2 separate regions of the Oryctolagus cuniculus genome follow, and region 1 is linked to region 2. A link is a contact called in public Micro-C data. All regions are on one chromosome and are shown on one strand. The core of a region is the stretch at or near the end of the contact, and the rest is flanking DNA. Distances in the headings are between cores, read along the strand shown. Region 1 holds the start of KCNMB4 (potassium calcium-activated channel subfamily M regulatory beta subunit 4). Region 2 holds the start of CNOT2 (CCR4-NOT transcription complex subunit 2).

Region 1 (3,697 bases), core at 303-2,802, 130 kb after region 2:
TTCCCAGCTCCTGGCTTCGGCCTAGCCCAGCCCAGGCCTTTCAGGCTATCTAGGGAGTGAACCAGTGGATGGACAATCTTTCTCCCTCTCTCGCTCTCTCTTTTTTTTAAAGATTTATTTACTTGAAAGTCAGAGTTACACACAGAGAGAAGGAAAGCAGAGAGAGAGAGAGAGAGAGAGAGAGAGAGAGAGAGAGGTCTTCCATCCGCTGGTTCACTCCTCAGATGGCCGCAATGGCCGGAGCTGTGCCAATCCGAAGCCAGGAGCCAAGAGCTTCTTCTGGGTCTCCCACGGGGGTGCAGGGGCCCAGGGACTTGGGCCATCTTTGCTGATCTGCTGCTGCTTTCCCAGGCCATAGCAGAGCTGGATCGGAAGTGGAGCAGCCAGGACTAGAACTGGAGCCCATATGAGAAGTTGGCACTGTCAAAGGCGGCTTTATCCCTTATGCCACACCGCTGGCCCCTTTTCCTCCCTCTCTCTCTAACCCTTTCAAAAAAACTTTTTAAGTAAAGGAAACTAATAAGCACTCAGTTCCATTAAGGGTAAAATAAATTGATCACATTTGTGAAATCTTTTGATATGTTTGAGAAGTGAACTAATTTAAAATAGGAGGAAAGTAAATGTTTAAAGAACAGAAGGCCGGGTAGCACTCGTTTCTTCAAATAATTGTAAAGAAATGATTACATGCCAAACTACAAACAAATTGATTCAATGGTTCTAAAGAACTTACGTTAAACTGCAAATGAATTTTCTGATTTTCTGATGTTCCTAGTCTTGGAAGAGCATCTGAGAAGAATTTTGAGACAGAACACTTTAAGCTCTGAAATCACTGAAAACTCAATAATACTCCTTCAAGTAGTTCTAGGCCCCTCCCCCATCCATGAGCAAGAATGGGAATGAATTCCTGGCTCAGGTTCCGCCCCTGTGCAACCCCAGCTGCAATAGCTGCCTGGAGTCTGTGAGGGGGCTTTGCTTTGCTGCCGCAGGGTGAAGCCTGTGACCACGGGGTAAGCTGTTCTAACTAGCAACTCACTTTGCTTTCAGCTACTGAAATTACGCACATTGGTCTCGCACCAACAGAAAAGGCTGGGAATGATGGCAGTCACTGGGTAAAAACGGGACGGTAGCAAAGTACAAAGCGTCTTCCTCAGTTCGACGTTTTCCTAACCCAGTCATCTTCTTGAAAAACAAAAAAACAAACGAAAGAAAACAAAAAGCAGGGTCTCCCAGCAACTCAAGTTGATGTGTCCACTGCTTGGAAATCCGCATTGCCTCTCACATAAAGACAGAAAGGAACGGTACTTGAGCAGAACCGCAGGCGAAAGGTACGCGATACCAGTTAAGCAACATCTGAAGCCCAGGACAGAGAAGACAAGAGCCCCACGTCTTCATCAGGAGCACAATTTAGTTTTTGCTCATCTGGGACTTGCAAAACACAACAAAAAAAAATACACTTATGTATGCTTTGCCACGAAGTGAGCATCTTGATGATAATTTCAAGATGTAGTAGTAGTCAAGTTTGATAGAAGTACGGTTTGAGAAAAGGCAATGTTGGAACAAAAACAAGGACTTGAGCCTGACGGTGCACCGGCGGGGTGGGGGTGCAGGGAGCCGCGGGAAGAGCTGGGAGAGCACAGAGCCCGGAGGAGCGGTACCTGGCCCAGGCGGGTGTGCGCAGCGATCCTGGGAAGCTCATGAGGAACCGCGGGCCACTGCAGGGCCCCCGGGCGGCGAGGCTCCCGAGCGGGGAAACCGCCGAAGGGGTCTGTCCTCGGGAGCTGCGAAGCCAGGGGGCGGTGCTGATCGGGGCAGCGGCGTCTCTTCGCCTGCCCGCCTCACGCCCCGTTTCCTTCGGACCCTCTTCAGCCAGCCCCAGCCAGGAGGACAAATCTCACGAGGCGGACCCTGCTGCCGCGAGGTTCGGTCGAGGCCCCGGAAGCAAGTTTCGCCCGTCTCGCCGGCGCCCCGCGCGATGCCTCCACAGCAGACTCCACCTGCCTGCGTCTGTGCCGGTCCGATCTCGCCGTCCGCGCCGGGGATGCGGGCCTGCGCCGAATGCCGGGACGGAGCGGTGCCCGCGCTCGCAGGGACCCGGGGGGCGGCAGCGTGGGCGCAGCCGGGCCACACTCCTCGCCGCGCCGCCAGCCCCTGCCCTCCCTAGCCAGGACCTCCGCTCGCCCGTGGGCTTCCACGTCGGTGCGCTCGGCCCGGCCACCCCTGCCCGCTTCCCCGGGCGCCAGCTGCCAGGCGACCGGCCAATCCGCGTGTGCAGTTCAAGATTCCCGCCGCTCCACTGGCTCTTCCCCCTTCCCCTCTGTTTTCCCATTTTTTTTTCTTTTAAACTTTCACCCCGGTTAAGCTGTTTTGATCCCAAATCCTCAACTCGGACATCTCTCCGGCGGGATTCAGCGCGGCCTCGGAACACCCGCCGTCGCCGTCCCCGGTGCGCGCTCGCCCCCTCGCCCGCCGGGGACGCACCGGGGCGGGGCGGGGCGGGGCCCGAGGGCTCCGGGCGGCGGCGGCGGCGGAGGGGCGGAGCAGCCTCCCGCACCGGGGGGAGCCCTGGGGCTCGCCCCTGCCCAGCCGTTCGGACCGTGGCGGCCGCTGCCCGGCGGGTGCGCGCAGCAGCGGCCAGCGGGCCATGGAGACCGGGAGACGCTCGGCGGGAGGAGGCGGGGTGGGGGAGGCGGGGAGAGCGCGGGCGTGGAGGCTGGCAGGGGGCGCTGGAGGCTGGAGCGGTCCGTGCGCTCCCCGCGCCCGAGGGTGCAGGCGGCTCTGAAGCGGCGGCTGCTCCGCCGAGCCGGCGCGGCGGCTGGGGGCGCGCGGGGCGGGGGGGGGGGGCTGCCGCCGCCGCCGCCGCCGCCGGGGGCGTCGCCGGGCTCGGCCCCTTTGTTCTCGCGCGCTCCCCCTCGCCGCCCACTCCCCTGCTGTCGCGCGGCGGCGGCGGCGGCGGCGGCTCCTCCCGCCCGAGGCAGTCGGGCTGGGCGCCGGGGGCGGGAGGGGGCGGGGGGAGCGCGCCAGCCGCCGAGAGTGGGGGGCGATGGCGAAGCTCCGGGTGGCTTACGAGTACACGGAAGCCGAGGACAAGAGCATCCGGCTCGGCTTGTTTCTCATCATCTCGGGCGTCGTGTCGCTCTTCATCTTCGGCTTCTGCTGGCTCAGTCCCGCGCTGCAGGATCTGCAAGCCACGGCGGCCAACTGCACGGTGCTGTCGGTGCAGCAGATCGGCGAGGTGTTCGAGTGCACGTTCACCTGTGGCGCCGACTGCAGGGGCACCTCGCAGTACCCCTGCGTCCAGGTCTACGTGAACAACTCCGAGTCCAACTCCAGGGCGCTGCTGCACAGCGACGAGCACCAGCTCCTGACCAACCCCAAGGTAAGGACGCCCCGCGCGAACGACGCCTGCCGCCTGCGGGGCTCCGGAGGGTGGGTGGCGGCCTCGGCGTTGGAGCGCCCGCGCGGGGTGGGAGGAGACCGCGCGTCACACCGCAGGCTGACCTCAAACCCGGAGCCCCCGGCGCGGGGCCCTCCTGCAGGTGCGTTCGTGCTCCGCGGCGCGCCCTCCGCACCTGTCTTGCCGGTTCTGGGGTTTTGAGGCCTCGCGCCCAGAGCGGGTCCGGCGTCCACGCCACGGGCTTAGGAGACAGGCGGGGAGCCGAGAAAGTTAACTTTTCCCTCCGTCGACAGCCAGTGGGTT
Region 2 (3,779 bases), core at 335-2,834:
ATACACAGGGACTCAAATTATTATCAGGTCAGCAATATTCATATGTACATGTACTCATATATACATAGGTATTTCGATGCAAATATGTATTGCACATACAAGTTCAGTTACATATATGTAAAGCATATACACGGAGGACTATCCAGTCTTTCAACACAACATATTACGGTAGCTGATGTTAACAAGCCTGAAGGAGAGAGGAGGAAGAAGAGGGAGGAACTGTTGGAGGAAAAGAGGGAGACAGCGAGGGAAAGATCCTCACTTAAGTATGTTGTTCTTCCTTGAATTTTCCTGAAGTTAAAAAAAAACATGGTGAACGAAATGAATAGCCAGGCAAAACATTTTCTCCTGGCGTCGCCAGCACCATTCAGAGTTGAAATAAACTTAAACAACACCCACTGACGTGTCAAAATACCTCACACTCAAACACATGACAAAGTTAAATTTTATTTTATAGTGCACTTCTTTTTCCTGCTATTTCTTACCTTTGGCTTTCAATGAGACATTTAAATTGGGTTATAGTTATTTTAAGTGGAAAGGTGCTGATTTTATAGAAGAAATGACCAGGGGCTGGTGCTGTGACATAGTAGGTTAAGCATCTGCATGTAGTGCTGGCATCCCATATGGGCACTGGTTCCAGTCCTGGCTGCTCCACTTCCTATCCAGCTCTCTGCTGATGGCCTGGGATGGCAGTAGAGGATGGCCCAAGACCTTTGGCCCCTGCACCCGCGTGGGAGATCCTGGCTTCGGATCCACCAGTTGGCCCAACTCCACCAGTTGCAGCCATCTGGGGCGTGGGAAGTGAACCAGTGGATGGAAGACCTCCCATCCCGCTCCCCCAACTTTGTATCTCAAGTAAATAAATAAATCTTAAAAAAAAAAAAAAAGACCAAAGGAAGCACAAATTTTCTTCTAGTTAATTTTACTTTAATTAACAAGGTATGTCACGCAAATTTAGGAACAATTTTCACAATATGGAACCACAGAGTTCCAACGCGCACATGCAGAAGCAAACAGCTTCTTATTTTAAGTGCACAACGCTCAGTACTTACAAAAAGTGAAATTTATGGGAGCACAAAAGAATAGAAAGAGATGCCAATATTGCAAACTTTAATTTCACTGTGACAACTCCGAAGTGTCCACCAAACCAACCAGGCTTTCAAAGGGTCCGGCTGCTGGCTCAGGCTTCCGTGAGGGCCGGGGAGTGGGATCTAATCAAAGCGCTAGAAATTGAATACAGCTCCAACAAGCTCACCCCGTAGTGCTCTAAAACCCCGCACCCCACGATGACTTCTTCCGGATGGGCTAAAAATAATAAAAGGAAAGGGGGAGGGGAGCAGAAAACACCCTTGGGTTCAGCGGAGGGGAACTCACTTCTCGGGAGGTGACGGTGACGCGCTGCCGGTCCCTGGAAATGCGTGCACAGGCCCCGGGGGTGGCGGGGGCTGAGGGAGGCAAAGGGACATCCGTCAGATTCGCTCCAGGTGGTGGGCGTGAGGCGAAGCCCGCGCCTGCGGACGTGCGGGGGCGGGGAGTAAGACGAAGACACAGACACAGACCCAAACACAAACACAAACACGCTTCGCGGCCCCGAGGTGGGCGGACCCACGCCACCTCACCACTCCCCGCCCCTGGACCCCGCGGCACCTCTCGGGCCCAAGACCCGAGTCCTGGAAGAAGCGATTCGGCGCTGCGGACGGAAACGGCAGCGGCCGCGGAGGCCCCGCTTGCTGTACCGGCAGCGGAAGAGCGACACGACTCCTGGTAGTCGGGAAGAGGCTCGGGCAAGCCGCGGAGCGGGCGGTGGGGGAGTAAAACGCCTCTCCGCACCCTCCGAGCAGCGCGCGGGAAGCGGCCTACCCACCCCCAACCTTTCTGAATCGCCGCTCCCACCTTCCGCCGCCGCCGCCGCCGCCGCCGCCTTGAGGGAAGCCGGAGCGACGGGGGTCACGGCGGGGGTCAGAGGGTAAAGGTCTTGCTCCCAGCAGCCTCCGCGGTGGATACGTCGCCATCTTGGATCCGCGGGACAAGAAAATTCATGCGGTGAGTTTTTGGCAAATTTTCGGAAGTCTGGCAGCGGGGCGCGCGGCGGGGGCGGCGGATTCGGGGCCCCCGCAAGGCGGGGGAATGCCTCGGGGCCGGGCCGGTCGCTCCCGGGGTCCGCGGGTAGCGTCCAGGCCCGCCGCTTCCCGTTGCTTTTGTCTCGGCTCCAATCGAGAGGGAGAGCGGAGCGGGCGGGGAGGGGGGGTGGCGGTGGTGGAGGGAGGGAGGGGGTGTGTATGGGGGGGTGGTGGACGGGACGTAAAGCGTCGCTGTACTCGGGCCGCTGCAGCGGCAGCTTCAGATCCGAGGCCTGGTCCCGTCGGCCGGCGACGGGGCTTTCTCCAGACTCCGGTCCCCGGGCTCCCGCCAGCGCGGAGGAGCCGCTGCCGCCGCGCTGCTTCCTGGGCAAGAAGAGAAGGCGGCGGCGGCGGCGGCGGCGGCCGAGGCCGAGGAGCCCCTGCCTGCTTTAGACGGCTCTCTTGCCTTCCTAGCAGCTGTTGCGGTCTCTGACTCTTTACATTCTAATACAAGCACATCATCGGCCACTCGTGTGTGTTTGTGTTTGTGTGTGTATGTGTGTATTGAAGTGTAAGATGAGGGCACTCCAGACTGGCTAACGGGCCTCAGGAGCCTTTCGGGCCCTGGGAGACCGAAGGCTGTGCATGTCGGAGGGAGGAATGCAACTAAGATGCTGCCTTTGCCATTGCCATCGGAGGCTAAAGCTTCCGTGTGTCGTAGAGACTGAGTCCGGATGGTCCTGGGAGGCGGAGGAACCCGAGACGGTCTGTCTGAAGTTGCAAGCCCTAGGTTTCCACTTCCGCCGGGGCCTCTGCACCTTTTGCTGTCTTAGGTCTAGCTTAAAAGTTTCGCGGAAGAAATGAATCGGGTTAAGAGGCTCCGGTAGCTCTTAGTTGAGGTACGGTTGTCCAACCAGGAGAAAGCTGCTAACTCTTGATAACTCTGATCCTTAGAGAAGGCGAATTGTAATTTTCTTCTATAAAAGCATTTCCAAGGTTTTAGGATTTGCATTTATTCTAGACCCTTTGGGTATGGTATCATCACTAGAAAAGTCTCACATACGGGTACCACCCTCTCGGAAGGAACCCAAACATCAACTTCCTTCGAATCCTACATCTTCACTTTTCAACATCCGGAAGACCGAGTGCAATGTATTTTGTTTCATTTTCATAAAAGTTTTGACCGAAGAATCACCCTTTCTTGGTCATCTAAACACTTCATAATAATTAAGGACACTGATATGAACCCCTGTTTTCTAGGCAAAATGGTAGAAAGTACTGTACTCAACCAAATGTGTTAAGGAGGGAAGCCATACTTGAATTTCATGTTCAAAGGTGAACACGTTTCCTGTCATGCTTGATGTTAGGAGTTCTTAGAGCCTAGGAATCATTAAGTGGAACTATTTACCCTTTGAAATAAGGTAGTGGAAATAAAGTATGGGATGAAGGGTTGAATAGAGATTTGAAAGTATATATTTACATACCTGGTTTATGTTGAGTTTGGGATGCTTGGTATGTTTTAAAACAGTGACTACATACATCTCTCTTGCAATTTGGAAGATTGACTTTATCACAGATTTAAAGGGTTGAATAAGAATCACAGTGGATTGAAATGGTTAAATGTCTGGTTAGATCCTATTTCATTGAAATGTTTCTTGGTGGACCAAGAGCAGTGTAGTAATCTCTGTATGTTGAACTCTTTAGTTTGTAGTTCTGTTG

Evidence for each region. Hi-C and Micro-C count contacts between places; a contact is called where the count stands out from the background.
Region 1: a contact with region 2 is called in a Micro-C map of ear pinna, with 5 times the contacts expected there. The contact joins the promoter of KCNMB4 here to the promoter of CNOT2 in region 2. A contact is called at or near these places in 2 of 6 Hi-C or Micro-C datasets (ear pinna and an unstated tissue).

Annotation. Positions count from the first base shown.
Region 1 is chr11:72,912,715-72,916,411 of mOryCun1.1, forward strand. It overlaps KCNMB4 (potassium calcium-activated channel subfamily M regulatory beta subunit 4), which reads left to right and starts at 1,553. Exons shown (of 4, transcript XR_011380162.1): 1 at 1,553-3,376.
Region 2 is chr11:72,779,070-72,782,848 of mOryCun1.1, forward strand. CNOT2 (CCR4-NOT transcription complex subunit 2) reads left to right here and starts at 1,585. Exons shown (of 15, transcript XM_070052629.1): 1 at 1,585-2,043.